Linked DNA regions of Sus scrofa: regions 1, 3, 4 and 5 are each linked to region 2. Evidence: chromatin contacts called from public HiChIP or PLAC-seq and promoter capture Hi-C data. All regions are on one chromosome and are shown on one strand. Each heading gives the region's core, a stretch centred on a gene start, on an enhancer-like site or on the middle of the called end of the contact. The rest is flanking DNA. Distances are from core to core; before and after follow the strand shown.

The links. Promoter capture Hi-C pulls out the DNA fragments that hold promoters and counts their contacts. HiChIP or PLAC-seq counts read pairs in DNA pulled down with a chosen protein or histone mark.
Region 1: an H3K27ac HiChIP or PLAC-seq map of alveolar macrophages shows a contact between it and region 2. The contact joins the promoter of C16H5orf34 here to the promoter of ZNF131 in region 2. A contact is called at or near these places in 1 of 5 promoter capture datasets (fetal liver) and 2 of 2 datasets of contacts at active chromatin or transcription factors (alveolar macrophages and skeletal muscle).
Region 3: a contact with region 2 is called in an H3K27ac HiChIP or PLAC-seq map of skeletal muscle. The contact joins the promoter of SELENOP here to the promoter of ZNF131 in region 2. A contact is called at or near these places in 2 of 47 Hi-C or Micro-C datasets (fetal skeletal muscle and skeletal muscle) and 1 of 2 datasets of contacts at active chromatin or transcription factors (skeletal muscle).
Region 4: a promoter capture Hi-C map of fetal liver shows a contact between it and region 2, with 3 times the contacts expected there. The contact joins the promoter of PAIP1 here to the promoter of ZNF131 in region 2. A contact is called at or near these places in 1 of 5 promoter capture datasets (fetal liver), 2 of 47 Hi-C or Micro-C datasets (liver and skeletal muscle) and 1 of 2 datasets of contacts at active chromatin or transcription factors (alveolar macrophages).
Region 5: an H3K27ac HiChIP or PLAC-seq map of alveolar macrophages shows a contact between it and region 2. The contact joins the promoter of NNT here to the promoter of ZNF131 in region 2. A contact is called at or near these places in 2 of 2 datasets of contacts at active chromatin or transcription factors (alveolar macrophages and skeletal muscle).

The regions. Positions count from the first base shown.
Region 1 is chr16:28,092,748-28,095,551 of Sscrofa11.1, reverse strand. It overlaps C16H5orf34, which reads left to right and starts at 1,346. Exons shown (of 14, transcript XM_021077011.1): 1 at 1,346-1,485.
Region 2 is chr16:27,812,493-27,815,483 of Sscrofa11.1, reverse strand. ZNF131 (zinc finger protein 131) reads right to left here and starts at 1,510. Exons shown (of 7, transcript XM_021076671.1): 1 at 1,285-1,510; 2 at 243-381. The coding sequence starts at 366.
Region 3 is chr16:27,546,518-27,549,310 of Sscrofa11.1, reverse strand. It overlaps SELENOP (selenoprotein P), which reads left to right and starts at 1,448. Exons shown (of 5, transcript NM_001134823.1): 1 at 1,448-1,495.
Region 4 is chr16:28,132,782-28,135,634 of Sscrofa11.1, reverse strand. PAIP1 (polyadenylate-binding protein-interacting protein 1) reads left to right here and starts at 1,339. Exons shown (of 11, transcript XM_005657616.3): 1 at 1,339-1,569.
Region 5 is chr16:28,155,935-28,158,689 of Sscrofa11.1, reverse strand. NNT (NAD(P) transhydrogenase, mitochondrial) reads right to left here and starts at 1,498. Exons shown (of 22, transcript XM_021076996.1): 1 at 1,344-1,498.

The DNA.
Region 1 (2,804 bases), core at 97-2,596, 280 kb before region 2:
GAATTGAATCCCAGCCACAGCTATGACCTACGCAATGCCACATCCTTTAACACACTGCGCCAGGCTGAGGATCAAACCCAAGCCCCCATGGGGACCAGAGCCCCAGCAATCAGATTCTTAACCCACTGCAACAGAGCAGAAACTCTTCTTTCAGCCCTCTTAAGGTACCAGATCTTTCCTTTGGGCTTAAAGGCCTTCACACAGGCTGTTACCTCTACCTAGCTAACGCCTACTTATCCTTTGAATTTCAGTGGAAATATTACCTCAGCTTGGGTTAGATCTGCCCACTACATGCTCTCACAAACCTCTGTGTTTTATCTTAAGGACACTTACCATAAATGTGATCGAATTATTGTCTAGTTGTTTCTTTCCAGTTAATCTCTAGCCCTCATCCTCGACCCTAGGTCTCATTCCCTCGTTTATCCCCATTATGCTTAGCACATAGCAGGCTCTTCATAAATATTTGCTTTAATGGCAATAAATAAATATAGCAGACACCTCCACTTGCTATTTTTAAAAAAACGTTTAAAGGTGCAAAGACAATTGAAAGACGTATTTTCTTTCTTTTTGTCTTTTTGCCATTTCTTGGGCCGCTCTCTCAGCATATGGAGGTTCCCAGGCTAGGGGTTTAATCGGAGCTGTAGCCGCTGGCCTACGCCAGAGCCACAGCAACGCGGGATCCGAGCCGCCTCTGCGACCTACACCACAGCTCACGGCAACGCTGGATCCTTAAGCCACTGAGCAAGGCCAGGGATCAAACCCTCAACCTCATGGTTCCTAGCGGATTCGTTAACCACTGAGCCAGGACGGGAACTCCTGAAAGACATTTTCTGCCACCAAACTAGGAAAAGCAGAGGTCTCCATCTTTTGCCAATTTTTTTTTCCAATGGCTTATTGACGTCTAATTGTTTAGATTATTTAAATTAACATCACTCCACAAGGCTCACTCTTGCTGTTATCTCGCTTAGCCCATCAGAATGCTGGTCCTCACCGGCTTTATCGCAACCAGGTGGGAAAGGGTGGGTACCAGAAATGAAAACCGGAGAGGAGTCGACCAGCTTCCGGACTGGGACTCCGCCTCCCTACTTCCGGTCCCACCCTCCGTTGCGTGCGGAGGGCGCGGTCAGGTCAGGACTTCCGGTCTTCCTTTGTAAGGCTAAACGGCTTTCTTTGGTGCGGCAAGGTTTGAATCTCAGCTGTTGGCCTTTGCTTTCTCTGTCGCCAGCTGCCTTTGCTCACCCGCTCCTCGGACTTGGCGAAAGACCTCCAAACACTCTCCCTGTGGCCTTATTCCTCTCGGTTATGATTGTATTCGTTCGTCGAGAAGCATCACCTACTGGTAATTTGTCAGATTCAAAAACTATTACTCGAGAAGCAGGCGTGGGCCGGCGCCGACGCCGACTTCGAGCATTTTGGCAAAGTAAAGCGCTAGGGCCGTTGATTGTCCTTGTTTCCAGGATTGTTCGGTTCAGAGCTCCTTTCTCTGTGAGTCCAAGACTTTGGTTGTTATTTCAGTGAGGCTTTTTCTGTAACAAGACATCGCATTTTAAAAAAATGAGATTCCCGTTGATGTCTGGAGCAACCTTGTGGCTTTTTGACCGATAAACATACGCGGGCGTAATGTGGTAGCTGTTGAAAACACCACAGGAAAAAGACAGTAGAAATTAGGCTGGAAATGTGGGTTGGAGTCGGATTATGTTTATGATATGCCAGGAACTTCAGACATTCCACTGTTTCTTGTGTATGCTTGGTTATTTAAGTAATCCAAACAACAATTATACCCCCAATAAGCTGTTAAAAAAAACAAACTTGTCTAAAGAGAGAGACCTTTTTCCAATTGATAGCAGAAAATATGTTTCCCAACTGTTTATCTGCACCGTTTTTTTTCTGAAATATATCTATGGTACATGTAGCTGCAATATAAATATATTGATTGCTATGAATATTTACTTTTAACAAGTATGTAAACAAATGATGTAAAGTGGTTGATACGGTCTTGGTTGTGGAAAGTTACCTATGAAGGCAATACTGGAAATGAATTGGAGAGGGGAAAAACTAGGAAAAGGTCCCAAGAGTTTACACGAGTAGAGGGTAAAGGTGATGACCTGAAATAGAAACGGAGGAGCCGCATTTATGAGAGTGAGGTACAAAATCAACAGGACTTGTTACAGAGGTATAAAGGAGGAGTTCCCGTCGTGGCGCAGTGGTTGACGAATCCGACTAGGAACCATGAGGTTGCGGGTTCGGTCCCTGCCCTTGCTCAGTGGGTTAACGATGTGGCGTTGCCGTGAGCTGTGGTGTGTAGGCCGGCGGCTGCAGCTCCGATTGGACCCCTAGCCTGGGAAGATTGGACCCCTAGCCTGGGAACCTCCATATGCCACGGAAGCGGCCCAAGAAATGGCAAAACGACCAAAAAAAAAAAAAGGGAAAACAGTGTTAGGTCAAATATTGCTAACATTGAGATGCCATTAACTCAAATTACAAATTCAGGAGGAACAAGAATTTTAAAATTCACTAATATATTCTTATACATTACATATATATTTATCATTAAATACATATTTATAATAAATATTTATTGCAGTCTTTATTATTGGCCAAGTACTGTTTTAAATGCCAGGGATACAGTTGTGAATAAGACAGATGAGGTCCCTGCTCTGAGTTTATATCCTAGTGGGAAAAAACAAAAAGGAAGTAGAATCAGTTTTGATAATAATAGATGTTATGAAGAAAAAAGATGAAATGGACAAGAAATGATTGGGAGTCGGTTGGAAACAACTTTAATGGTTAAGATAGGCCTTTGA
Region 2 (2,991 bases), core at 261-2,760:
GGTGCACTAATGTGTGCAATGGGAAACACTTCAAAAGGCTGCAAGTTGTTAAAATGCCATGTTTATGTTGAAAGCGTGACCAGCCTTCTGCAGCATGGTCTACCGTGAGGGGACATTTAAGTGCACACCCCCCGCAGACTTTAGATACAGAGTCCTTAGAAGGTGGGTAAAAAAGGCGGGTGGAGGAAAGGGAGATGAGAACTGAAGCCACAATTCGCTCCTCAGCCCACCACCGTACCCACCGTCGACAATCAAGGTGATGTCAGTAAACCGGTCCTGCTCTCGCTGTTCATTCAATCGGTCCAGGATCATTTTATGATGTTCAGGGAACTCCTGAAGGCATTCCATCGTCTCTTCGGCCTCCATGGCCGTCGGGTTGCTCTACAAAAGAGGAGCATGATAATGTACACTCATGAGCTCGGGCTGAGGAACAAAACCCCTAAAGCATAAAACAACAACAACAAAAAAACAAAACCCAGCAACGTGAAAAGAAGGGGGGAGGGTGAGGCAAGAGGAGAGGAAAACGAGTGAAGAAAGAAAGGCGAGCCGGGCGGCCGCCGCGCGTAGGGCGCCGGAGCCGCGGCCGCGGGACTCCGAGCCTGACCTAATTGGAGTCGGGAGACGCGAGCTGGAGCGGGGTGGGCACAGCGCCGGAGGCTCCGGGCGCTGGGGCGCGCAAGTCCGGCAGGGGAGGGGACCCGACAGCCGCCGCGGCCCTCTAACGGCCCGCCAAGCCCTTCGGCCCGGCCCTGGCTTCCACCGCCCCGGGACCCGGTCCGGCCCGCGGCCCACAACGACTCCCGGGTCGCCTCTCCCTCCCCCGCCCTCCCTCTTCTCCCCCGCCCCGACCGGGCCGGCACTCACTCAGGGAAGGAGGAGCGGCCCGGGCTTGCGCGTCACTTACGTCGACGTGCTGCGTCACCGCGTCGTGCTCCGGCTGACGCGGACGCCTACTGAGCGCCGACCCACTGAGCTACGCCCCCACCCGCCCTCTTGTAGTGGCAGGGCGGAGCTAACGGAGAGGATTTGGCGCTCGCGGAGCCGAGGGCGCCAGCTCTGGAAGGAGGAAGTGCGGGTGTGGTTGGGTTGAGCCGGTATAGGGCCTGGCTTTGTCCTGAGTGGAGCCCCACCTTCCACCCACGCCCACGTCTGATTCCAGGTGTGAACACTTCCAACCCGGACCTCAGAATAAACTCGCAACCGGTTCCCAGTGTGCTTTTGCTTAACCGCCCCCAGTCCCGCCCCGCCCCCTTCCCTCCCAAGGCCTAGGTCCGGCCGCCTTACCTAGCTCACGATCCTCCCTCTCTCCTTTCCGTCCCCGAAAGCCTTTCCTTCTCTGCTCTCCCCTCTTGGGGTGTGACTCGCCCCACGCTTTTCCCTACCCCTAAACGACGCCTCGCCCGCCATTTCCTGCGAGTGTCGGAGCTCTCTCCGCTTGGGTCCGGCCGGCGCACGTGCGCTCGCTCCGAGACCCGGGTGGCCGCCGCGCCGGCTGCGGCGGCCACGGGCGCGAGCACGTTCCGGCCGCCTAGGATCTTCCTCCCGGGTGCCCGCCCTCTCAGTGCTCGGCGAGTAGCACATGTTTGCTAGGCTCAGGACCTGCATCTGCTCTGATTTTTACACCTAGTACTATTACTGCAGCTCTCTGTTTCCCAATCTGCGCGCTTGAAGAGGCCGTTGACCCATAATCAGCTCACGTAACTGAAGTCATTCATTCATTCCTCTGAAAAAATGACTTTTTGAAGATGATATGATCAAGGCTTAGTCTTTTCTCTCAAAAGGAAGATTGGGATTAGGGAAGAATTTAGTATTGATTAAGGGTAAATGTAACTATTTCATTAGTCATTTATTGAGAGCCGGCGTTGTGCTAAGGCACTGTTTAAGGGACTGGGAAATCCAACAGTGAATAACTCATATGTAGTTTCTGCCTTCCCAATCTTAGTTTATGGAGGAGACATTTTGAACATTTAATTGCATGAGTGCTGACTACCGAGTGTTATGAGATGTGAAGAACAAGATAATCTGGGAGTCAAGGAAAACTGGTGACCTATAAGAAGCAATATGAAGTTGAGTGTTCTTAGCCAAGAGGCACCAAGGCTACAGCATTCCAGGAGCTGAAAGAATGTTACTAGACAGACCCACAGGGGCCTTGTAAAAAGTGCTGAAGATGTTAAGATTTTCTTATAGTCACAATGGAAAGTCTTGAAGGTTGAGCAGGAAAGCGACATGGTAAATTTTACTTTTTTTTGTCCTGGCTCAATGTATTGTGGAAATTCCTAGGTCAGGGCTGCTGCAGTGACCACACTGGATCCTTAATCTGCTGCACCACAAGGGAACTCTGTTTAAGAAGAGAATTATAGGGAGTTCCCGTTGTAACACAGCGGAAATGAATATGACTAGGAACCATGAGGTTGCCGGTTCCATCCCTGGCCTTTTTCAGTGGGTTAAGGATCTGGTGTTGTCCTGAGCTGTGGTGTAGGTCGCAGACGCTGCAAGGTTCCTGTGTTGCTGAGGCTCTGGTGTAGGCTGGCAGCTGTAGCTCCGATTCAACCCCTAGCCTGGGAACCTCCATATGCTGCGGGTGTGGCCCCAAGGGGGGCAAAAAAAAAAAAGAGAATTATAGCTCTAATATGGAAAATAGATTAAATGGGACAAAATACAAAGAGTAAAGACTTATTGAGAAGGTGTTAGTAATCTAGATGAAACCATGGTGGCAAATGGGATTAGAAAACTAGATGGAATATGAAAAAAGTACATGTATATAAAGAAAAAACTAGATAGAATCTAGAGACAGAATCAACATTGTCTGGAAAGTACCTCATGGCTATATATATAAGAGAGAACAGTCAAGGATGGCTTCAAGATTTTTGGCTTGAGCTGGTAGGTTGTTGGTACCATTTACCAAAATAGGGAGTACAACTGGAGGAACTGACTGGGGAGAGATGAGGCAGGGAAGGATAATTTTAAGGAGACAGCTAAATGGAGACGATG
Region 3 (2,793 bases), core at 199-2,698, 270 kb after region 2:
ATCCTGGGCACTTCGTCTTGGAGCTAGCTACACACTTGGAGGGAATTCTTTGACACAGGAGGCAGCGGCTAAGCCTCAGGTAAAGGAAGGAGCTGATGGCCCAATACTTGATTTTCTGTTACAGATGGACCCAATGTGACTGTATAAATTTGTCAGGAAAATGAACCATAGGATCATCTGCTTTATACAATTCCCACCCCCCCACAAGATTCTTTTAAAAAGCAAGCTATGTATAGGTGTATTTTTTTTTCCTGGGGAAAAACTAAACATTTCACTGGATTCTCAAAGGGATCTGGGACCTCAAAAGGTTAAGATCAACTGCTTAGTGTGAGGAAATAGAATTTGGCTTTCAAATGCCAGGCTTCTACTTCGACAGTATGTTTCTTTATAGCATAGATAACCATCTGAGCCTCTTTGTACTTCCTGCATCTTGTACAATAGAACCCAGCTTGCAGCAATCAATAGGAGTTTGTTTGCACAAAAATGCATCCATAGTGAAAGCAAGGCTTACTTGAAAACCATCACCATCCAGGGCTGATATCATTTGACATTGCTCCTGCCCTTACGCATCACAGAGGGGGTATGTGTGTGCTCATTTGTAGCCATTGGTGGAAAGACTTTATCCACTTCTGAAAGAGAAGGAATTTTCAATTTTAGTTTTACATTTTGGAATTTCTATACCCGTTTCCTGTCTAGCCACTATCACAGCTAACTTGTATTTGTGTGGTATTTAAATTTGTAAAGTGTTTTTTTTTTTTTTTAATACTTAAAAAATTTCTGTCAGATCCATAAATCTTCCAGGGAGCAGGACTTCTGTGATGAGAAGAATGAGGCCTGGTTTCCCTCCCTATTTCCTTATTCATTTCCTCAAATGAAAAAGAAAGGAGCAGAGATACTGTGAGATTCCACAGAGATTCAGGTTTTAAACACTGCAAAATAATCCTAGCAGATCTGTACCAATAGGAGACAGGAAAGATTTGAAAGAGCAGATGACTTTTCTGACAAAGCTCACAGTTTGGGTTAGGCTAGCACCTGGCCACTACAAACAGAAGAAAAAAATTTTTTTTCTTTTTTTAAAGCGGCAGCTTAACTTGCTGGCTCAGCAAATGTTTTTCCCTATTATAGTTTGGAAAAGAGCATGACTTGGAGGCCTTCTTTACCCTTAGCCCTTCCTCCCGCCCCAGACTGTACCATTAAATCCTAGACACTGGGGTGACTGAAAAGGATAGGGAATAAAATTGTAATTGCCAAAAAACTTTCTCCCCATTTTATGCCTGGCAGTGCTTACTACTTTTTTAAAAAGTTGATTATAAGAATCATTTCAGGGGTTTGCTCTGCTTGCAAGGTCACCGCCTGAGCGGGCACTGAACTTTGGATTATGACTGAAGAGTGAGGTAAACAACAGGACTATAAATATCCAAGTTTCTGGCTGTGGCTTTGTGGAGCTGCCGAGCTGAGCAAAGAGAAAGGAAGCAAGCTAGTCGGAAGGGGTCGTGTAAGTAGGAACTTTGTGTTTTTCATGATTGATTCCTTGAGAGTTTGGTAAATAACTTGATTTTTGAGTCTGATAAAATGTTTCTGTCCTTAGAATAGATTTAAAAAAAAAAAGATTGGTAAAGAAAATAAAAGTAATACTGAAGAAAGAACAAAAGAGTCTAAACTCCGGCAGTGGGCACATTGACAATTCTTGCTAATTTTTGCCCTGCCTTCTGCACAGCTAAGGATGAAGATGGGGGCAATGGAGGCTGGAGAAATCGAACACTTTTACTTTGCAAAAAGTTGTGCTGTCTTACGGGCAATATTGTATGTTCACGCTTACGTATCTCCCACGAAAGGCAGAGTGAGAGCTTTAAGGGGAAAAATAGCCCATGGGTTTGAAGAGCAAGGACTGAAATATGGCCATTCCACAGTGCTGTAGAAACGTCCAGGGTATTGTGAGCAGTTTCGCATTAAAGAACAGCAGCAAAAGGGGAGGGCAGGTTTGGTTCACTGTGTGGAAATGATCACCCTGGAAAGAGTTAAACCTGTGTCAGAATCAGGTGGTCTGTGATTAAATGTGAGGTGGTTTTCAGGTGAGTGAGGTGGGACCCTCAGATGGGAGTCTGAAATTCAGGGGAAGAGGGTGGAAAAAGATTGTGCATACTTTGCCTTCTGATGGGGTATTTTAAACAAATGTAAGTCTGTATGTGGCCAACAAATCTAGGTTTTGTGATTGAAAGTGGTGAGATTAATGAAATTCACAACTACATTTTAATTGTTATTGCACTGCCTTCCAGGAAATCTAATTTTCTTATTTATTGTCACTATTTTATACAGCTGCCTGACAGCTGTAATCAATCAGAAGTTTATTATGTAAAAAATGAGCTCACGAAAACAAAGCCGAACAGCCTATTGATTCAGTGACAGGAAAATCTGAATATAATCCACTATCCTCTGCCAATGGCTTTAGTTATTTTTCATTAAAAAAAAAATGAGAAATACGTGATAGAACCTTTTCATTTATATTCACTATTCAGCCATTCGGAATGGTATACTGTATGGCAAAGTGACGGTGCCAAGTGTATTCCAGAAAGCAGAGAAATCTAGCCATTCTAGTAAGAAACAAAACATCTTGAATAATTTTGACATTCTCTTTGTCATCTTAGGGCAAAAATCCTGGCTCCTAGAGCTATTAAAAGTTGACCTGTCTAAAAACCGTAGCTAAGAGGTCTTGTTTTGGAATTAGCAGAACCGGTTTGAATCCAGTTTCTCCTGTGATTCAGTACTTGTGCGGACTTGGGCAAGATGCCTAAG
Region 4 (2,853 bases), core at 90-2,589, 320 kb before region 2:
TAAAGTGTAACCTTGTCTTTGTAATATATGCCACTGCTACTTATTATAAGTATACTCATTATACTTATTACATAAGTGAGGAAAGAGGCTCAGTGGAACTAACTCCTTTACTTACCCAGGATCACATAGGCATTAAGGGGCACCACCAGGATCCAGACCAGAACTTCGACCTATTTTGAATCCTACATGCTTTCTCAACACCAAGGCACCACACTTCTTGCTAGCTTCCTTCCCTGGCTTCATTGTTTTTGCCACCAATCAACAGCATGAATCATTTATTCATGACTGCCTTCATTAAAGCCATTTTCCTCTTTCATTTAAGTGAAGACGTTAATGTTTTCTTTATTAGCAAGAAAATGGTTAACAAGAAGTTTTATTCTTAACTGAAATTATTCTCAAGCTTAACAAGATTGAAAAGCAGTAAGCCTTGCTTAAAACACAGAATTTGTGAAGATGTTTCAGTCTAACAGTTAAGAAATATTTTTTCTCCTTTTCATTACTTATATCATCCCTCATTTGGCTTTAGCACTGTCAGACTTGACTTAAACACACACACACACACACACACACTAACTTATACATAATGTCTAGAACTTTGCTGTGCAGTGCAGTAGCCACTACACTTGAAATGTGCCTAATCCCGAGAAAGATATGCTGGAAATGCAAAGTATACTGATTTTGATTAATATGAAAAGAGAGAAAATATCTATTAATATCTTTCTTTTTCCTTCTTTTTAGGACTGCATCAGCAGCATATGGATGTTACCAGGCTAGGGGTCCAATCAAAGCTGCAGCTGCCCACTTAGTCACAGCAACTGGGATTCAAGCGGAGTCTGCAGCCTACACCACAACTCACAGCAAGGCTGGATCCTTAACCCGCTGAGCAAGGCTAGGGATCCAGCCAGCATCCTCTTGGATCCTAGTCGGCTTCATTACCACTGAGCCACAACAGGAACTCCTCATTAATATCTTTAATTACATGTTTTGAATGATACCATTTGGGATCTATTGGACTAAGTAAAATATATTATCAAAATTAATTTCACCTGTTTTTATTTTCCTTCGGGTAATGTGCCTTCTAGAAAATGTATAATTACGTAAGTGGCTTGCATTTGTGGCCCGCACTATATTTTGATTGGACAGCAGTGGTAGAAGATGAAAAAGAGGGGAGTTTTATTGAAAGGTAGCGTGTTTTCTTAAAATTTCTGGAGAGGATGAAAAAAGGGAAGAGAGTCAAGCTTGGCCCCAGCGTGACCTACCATGATAAATACTGGGACTTGAGAAGGACGTGGGCGGGGGGGCATGTTTAGATTCCGTTCCTATTTCCCCCCCCCCCCCCGCGGCTAACGTTGCGGGTGGCAAAGAGCTTCCAGAGCCCCCTTCCCGACCAACCCTCGGGTCTCGCCGGCGCCGGGTCATTGAACACACCTGCGCGCCCACGGAGGTGCGCGTCCGCGAACCCTGGCGCCGGCTCACGCCCCCTCCCCCCGTATTTTTATTTTCCCGGCATCAACCGTCAGTCTCGCACTTCTCTCCTGAGAACCACCGAGTAAGCAGACCCTTTCAGGGGTAAGCGCCCCTCTCTGCCCCCAGCCCGGTTCCGTTTGCCGGGATGCCCCCGCGGCGGGCAGGGCTATCTAAAGGCCTAGGTGCCGCTTGTCCGGCGGCCTGCTGGGCCGCGGCAGCCCGCCCGCCGGGAACGGGAGGAGCTGCGGCGGGCGTGCCCGGGGCCTCCGGGCCGCGGGGGGCCGCTGTGACCTGCCTTCGCCCCCGCCGCACCGAAGGCGGGGGAGCCGGGTTTTGGGGGAGAATCGGAAAAAGCTGAGGGTAGCCGAGGGGGGCGGGCGCTCCGGAGCGGCGGGTTCCGTGGGTGCTCCAGCTGCCGTCCGCCCCGCCCGAAGCGCGGGGAGCCGAGCAGGGCCCAGAGTCCTCCTCCTCCATGAGGCCCGAGTGAGCGCGGCGGCGAGAGCCGGCCCGCGGCGCCTCCCCCCGCGTCCTCTCCAGAGCGCAGCGGCAGCGGCCCCCGGAGGAGGAGGAGGAGGAGCATGTCGGACGGTTTCGATCGGGCCCCAGGTGCTGGTCGGGGCCGGAGCCGGGGCCTGGGCCGCGGAGGGGGCGGGCCTGAGGGCGGCGGTTTCCCGAACGGAGCGGGGCCTGCTGAGCGGCCGCGGCACCAGCCGCCGCCGCAGCCCAAAGCCCCGGGCTTCTTGCAGCCACCGCCGCTGCGCCAGCCCAGGACGGCCCCGCCGCCAGGGGCCCAGTGCGAGGTCCCCGCCGGCCCCCAGCGGCCTCCCCGGCCCGGGGCGCTCCCAGGTACGGAGCCGCTCTAGGGGACCCTGTCCTCCAGGGCCAACGCTTCCCCAGGCCCTCCGCGCGCGCCCGAAGTCGGCGCGCCGTCTTCCTCCCTCGGGTTCCCCGAAAGCATTCCCCAAAGGGCCCGGTTGTTGCGGGGTGGGGACGGGCCCGGAACGGGGTTTGGAGGGTGGCGGATCGAATTCTTTGTGCGCCCGGGCTGGGGGAGGGGCCCGGTGCGCTGTCCCCGAGTTCTGCTGTCCCGGGAGGAAGTAAAAATTGCCTCCCCCTCCCCAGCCCCCCGAGAGGGAGGCCTGAGGCGGGCAGCCACCTCTTTTTAACCGACTCCTTCGAAAAGAAAAAAGGAAAAAATAAGCCTGAAGCGTTCATTTAGGAAGCAGGTATGTTCATAAACGAACTAAAGCAAGTCTATTGTTCCTTTTTGCAGGCTCTGTACATATTCTGGCGATAACCTTACATTTCCTGATCGTTCTTGTATAACTTAAAAACCAGCCCTACTCAGATGGCTTTTCATTATATAGTAAGTTGTTATGCAAAGGA
Region 5 (2,755 bases), core at 249-2,748, 340 kb before region 2:
GACACAATACCCTACAGAAGCTTAGACTGGCAAGCAGCATGACTTCGCCCAAAGCCACCGGTTCAGCTCCTCCCTCGGCAAGTAAACTGCCACCGGCTGGCATCTGCCCGGGACCGCTATTTATAACCTTCCCCGGAAGCCGATTGGCGGAGGCGGCATAATAGTCATTGCCGCCTCCAGAGTTCGAATCAGCTCTGCCCCCTCCGCTGTCCCCCACTGCCAGCCCGGGGCCCCTTCTCGACCCAAAGAAACTTGCCCTAACTACCTGCCCCAACATAAACTCACAAATTTCGCTCGCCACCTCCTGTGTCATCCACCCCAAACTTCCTCCAGGTTCAAGCACACTTCCGGGCGTCCAGCTGCCAACTCTCTGAATGCACCCTCTACCGAAAGTCCTCTATGACCTCCCCCCTTCCTCCCATCTTTCAGGCTGAAACCACCCCATGCAACTCCCGCCACCCCCCAAAGCTCCAAAATCTGCACCTGCACAGCTGACGCCTCGTTCCCTGCTCTCTGCAAAGATCCAGTTCTCGAATCCGCCACCCCACTACCTTCCACGTCGCCCCCACTTGAGACAAGAAAGGGTGCCCTCGAGGCAAGGTTCTCCTTCCCGGCCCAAGGCTCTAGGCCTGCAGGCGCCGGAGTGCACCCGGTGCCGGGGTCACTGCCGACCCCGCACCACTGCGGTCCTTGACAGGTCACCTTCCCGGTAGGGGCCGGGATCCTTGGGACTAACCCCGCGCCCCTTCCCCAGCTGCACCCCAGGCGCGCGCCTGGGTTGCCGGCGCCGCGCTGCTCACCTTGGCGAGAAGTCCCCGCGGCCGCGGGCCGCTAGCTGACGCCGTGCTGGCAGACCCGGGTTCCAGCCCGCCGGCGCGACGCCTCCAACCTTCCAACCCGGAAGAACAGCCCTAACTCTAGCTGCAGAGGCCACGTGACAGCGGCGCAGCCCCCATCCCGGCCCAGCGCCCCTTCCTCGCCAGGCCCGTCTTTGCTCCCGGCCCCCTCTGCCCGCCTGCCCGCTCACCATCTTTCCAGACGAGAGAGTGACCTCACGAAACTCCCTTTAGGGCGCAAAGGCCACTTACCCCGAGGGGCGCTTCCCGCTTCTCGGTGGCAGCCAAAAACCTCTTTGTCTTGGGCTGGACCTGAGCCCCCACTCCCCACCCCGCCTCCGCGCTTTCCCTCGCCCGTCCTTGTCAATCAAACCTGGCCCGAAGCTGCTGCCGAAGTTTCCAGGACTGCATTTGTTCACCCAGCCCTGGAGAGCCAGTTATAAAGTGTGATTTTCTTCCCAGTGGCCCACCAAAACAAATAAGATAACAGAACTCCACTTTGGGTACCTGACTTTCCTGTGGCACTTTAGGAAAAATCAGAACTTCTGATTCGAGAGAGGACCAAAAGAAAAGTGGGAGGAGGCCAGGAGGTGGTGAAAGGCGGGAATAGGGGCGTTATTTTTCCATTCCGGACGGAGAGGTGGAGTTAAATTCCTCTGAAAGGATGCAAGGCCCAAAAATTAACACAATCTGCGTGCTGGTCTTCCAACAGCCCGCCCATATAAAGCCATGGGCTTCAATTAGCATTAATATCCAGGTGCTGGAGAGCCCCCTGCTCGGGCCTAGGCTGATTTCGGCAAAATTACTGGCTCCAGAACGTGATGACTTCTGTTACTTGGTCTGCAGGTGTCTTCCGATTAAAAGTGGGAGGAATAAATTCTAGAGTATAAATTAGTTCATCTACCCAAAGCTGAGTCATCATGAAGTGTCAGAAGAAGGGTCACTGCTTTTTTCACTTTAATTGAAATATTTAAAGTGAGTTTAAAAATTATGAATCTCAGGGTATAAGACAAAACAGATATTCCACATCCTTAAAGGGAAAAACTCCAGGGAAACCCTTACTTTGAGAACGTTTCTTGTGTTTAACCAACACAAAGGTCATTTAATTCACGGACTCCTACTGCATCCAGATGAGGTAAAAAACACTGTCCAGTCCTGGAAGAGTTCACAGATAGGAAAGGAAACAGCCCCATGTTTTAAAATAATAATGGGAGTTCCCACTGTGGCGCAGGGGAAACGAATCTGACTAGGAACCATGAGGTTGTGAGTTCAAACCCTGGCCTTGCTCAGTGGGTTAAGGATCCAGGGTTGCCCTGAGCTGTGGTGTGGTGTAGGTCGCAGACGCGGCTCCTATCTGTCATTGCTGTGGCTCTGGCCTAGGCCAGCAGCGACAGCTCCGATTGGATCCCTAGCCTGGGAACCTCCATATGCCCATGGTGCAGCCCTAAAAGGACAAAAGACAGAAAAAATAATAATAATTAAAATAATAATGAACCGTGATAAGTGCAACCTTAGAGACAGGTTCAAGATACTGAAAGTACAGCGAGCCAGGAGTAATTGATAAGGAGCAATTGATTAAGTAATTGATTAAAACTAAGCTCCTTTCACAAAATATTTAAGTCAGATCATGCTATACACCTAAAACATATGCAGTGCTGTATGTCAGTTATATCTCAATAAAACTGGGGGGGTGGGGATTAAGCTTGTTTTAAAACACATGGGGAGGAAGGAGGCAAGTGTTTGCCTCTTCTCTCAAGGCTTAACAAATTGGTTCCCAGGTGGGGACAATTTGTCCCACATTGTCTGGAGACATTTTGGTTATCACAGCTTAAAATGGGAGGCATCCAATGGGTAGAGGCTACTAAACACCTTACATGACACAGGATAGCCCCTTACAACACAGGATCCCCAACATCAAT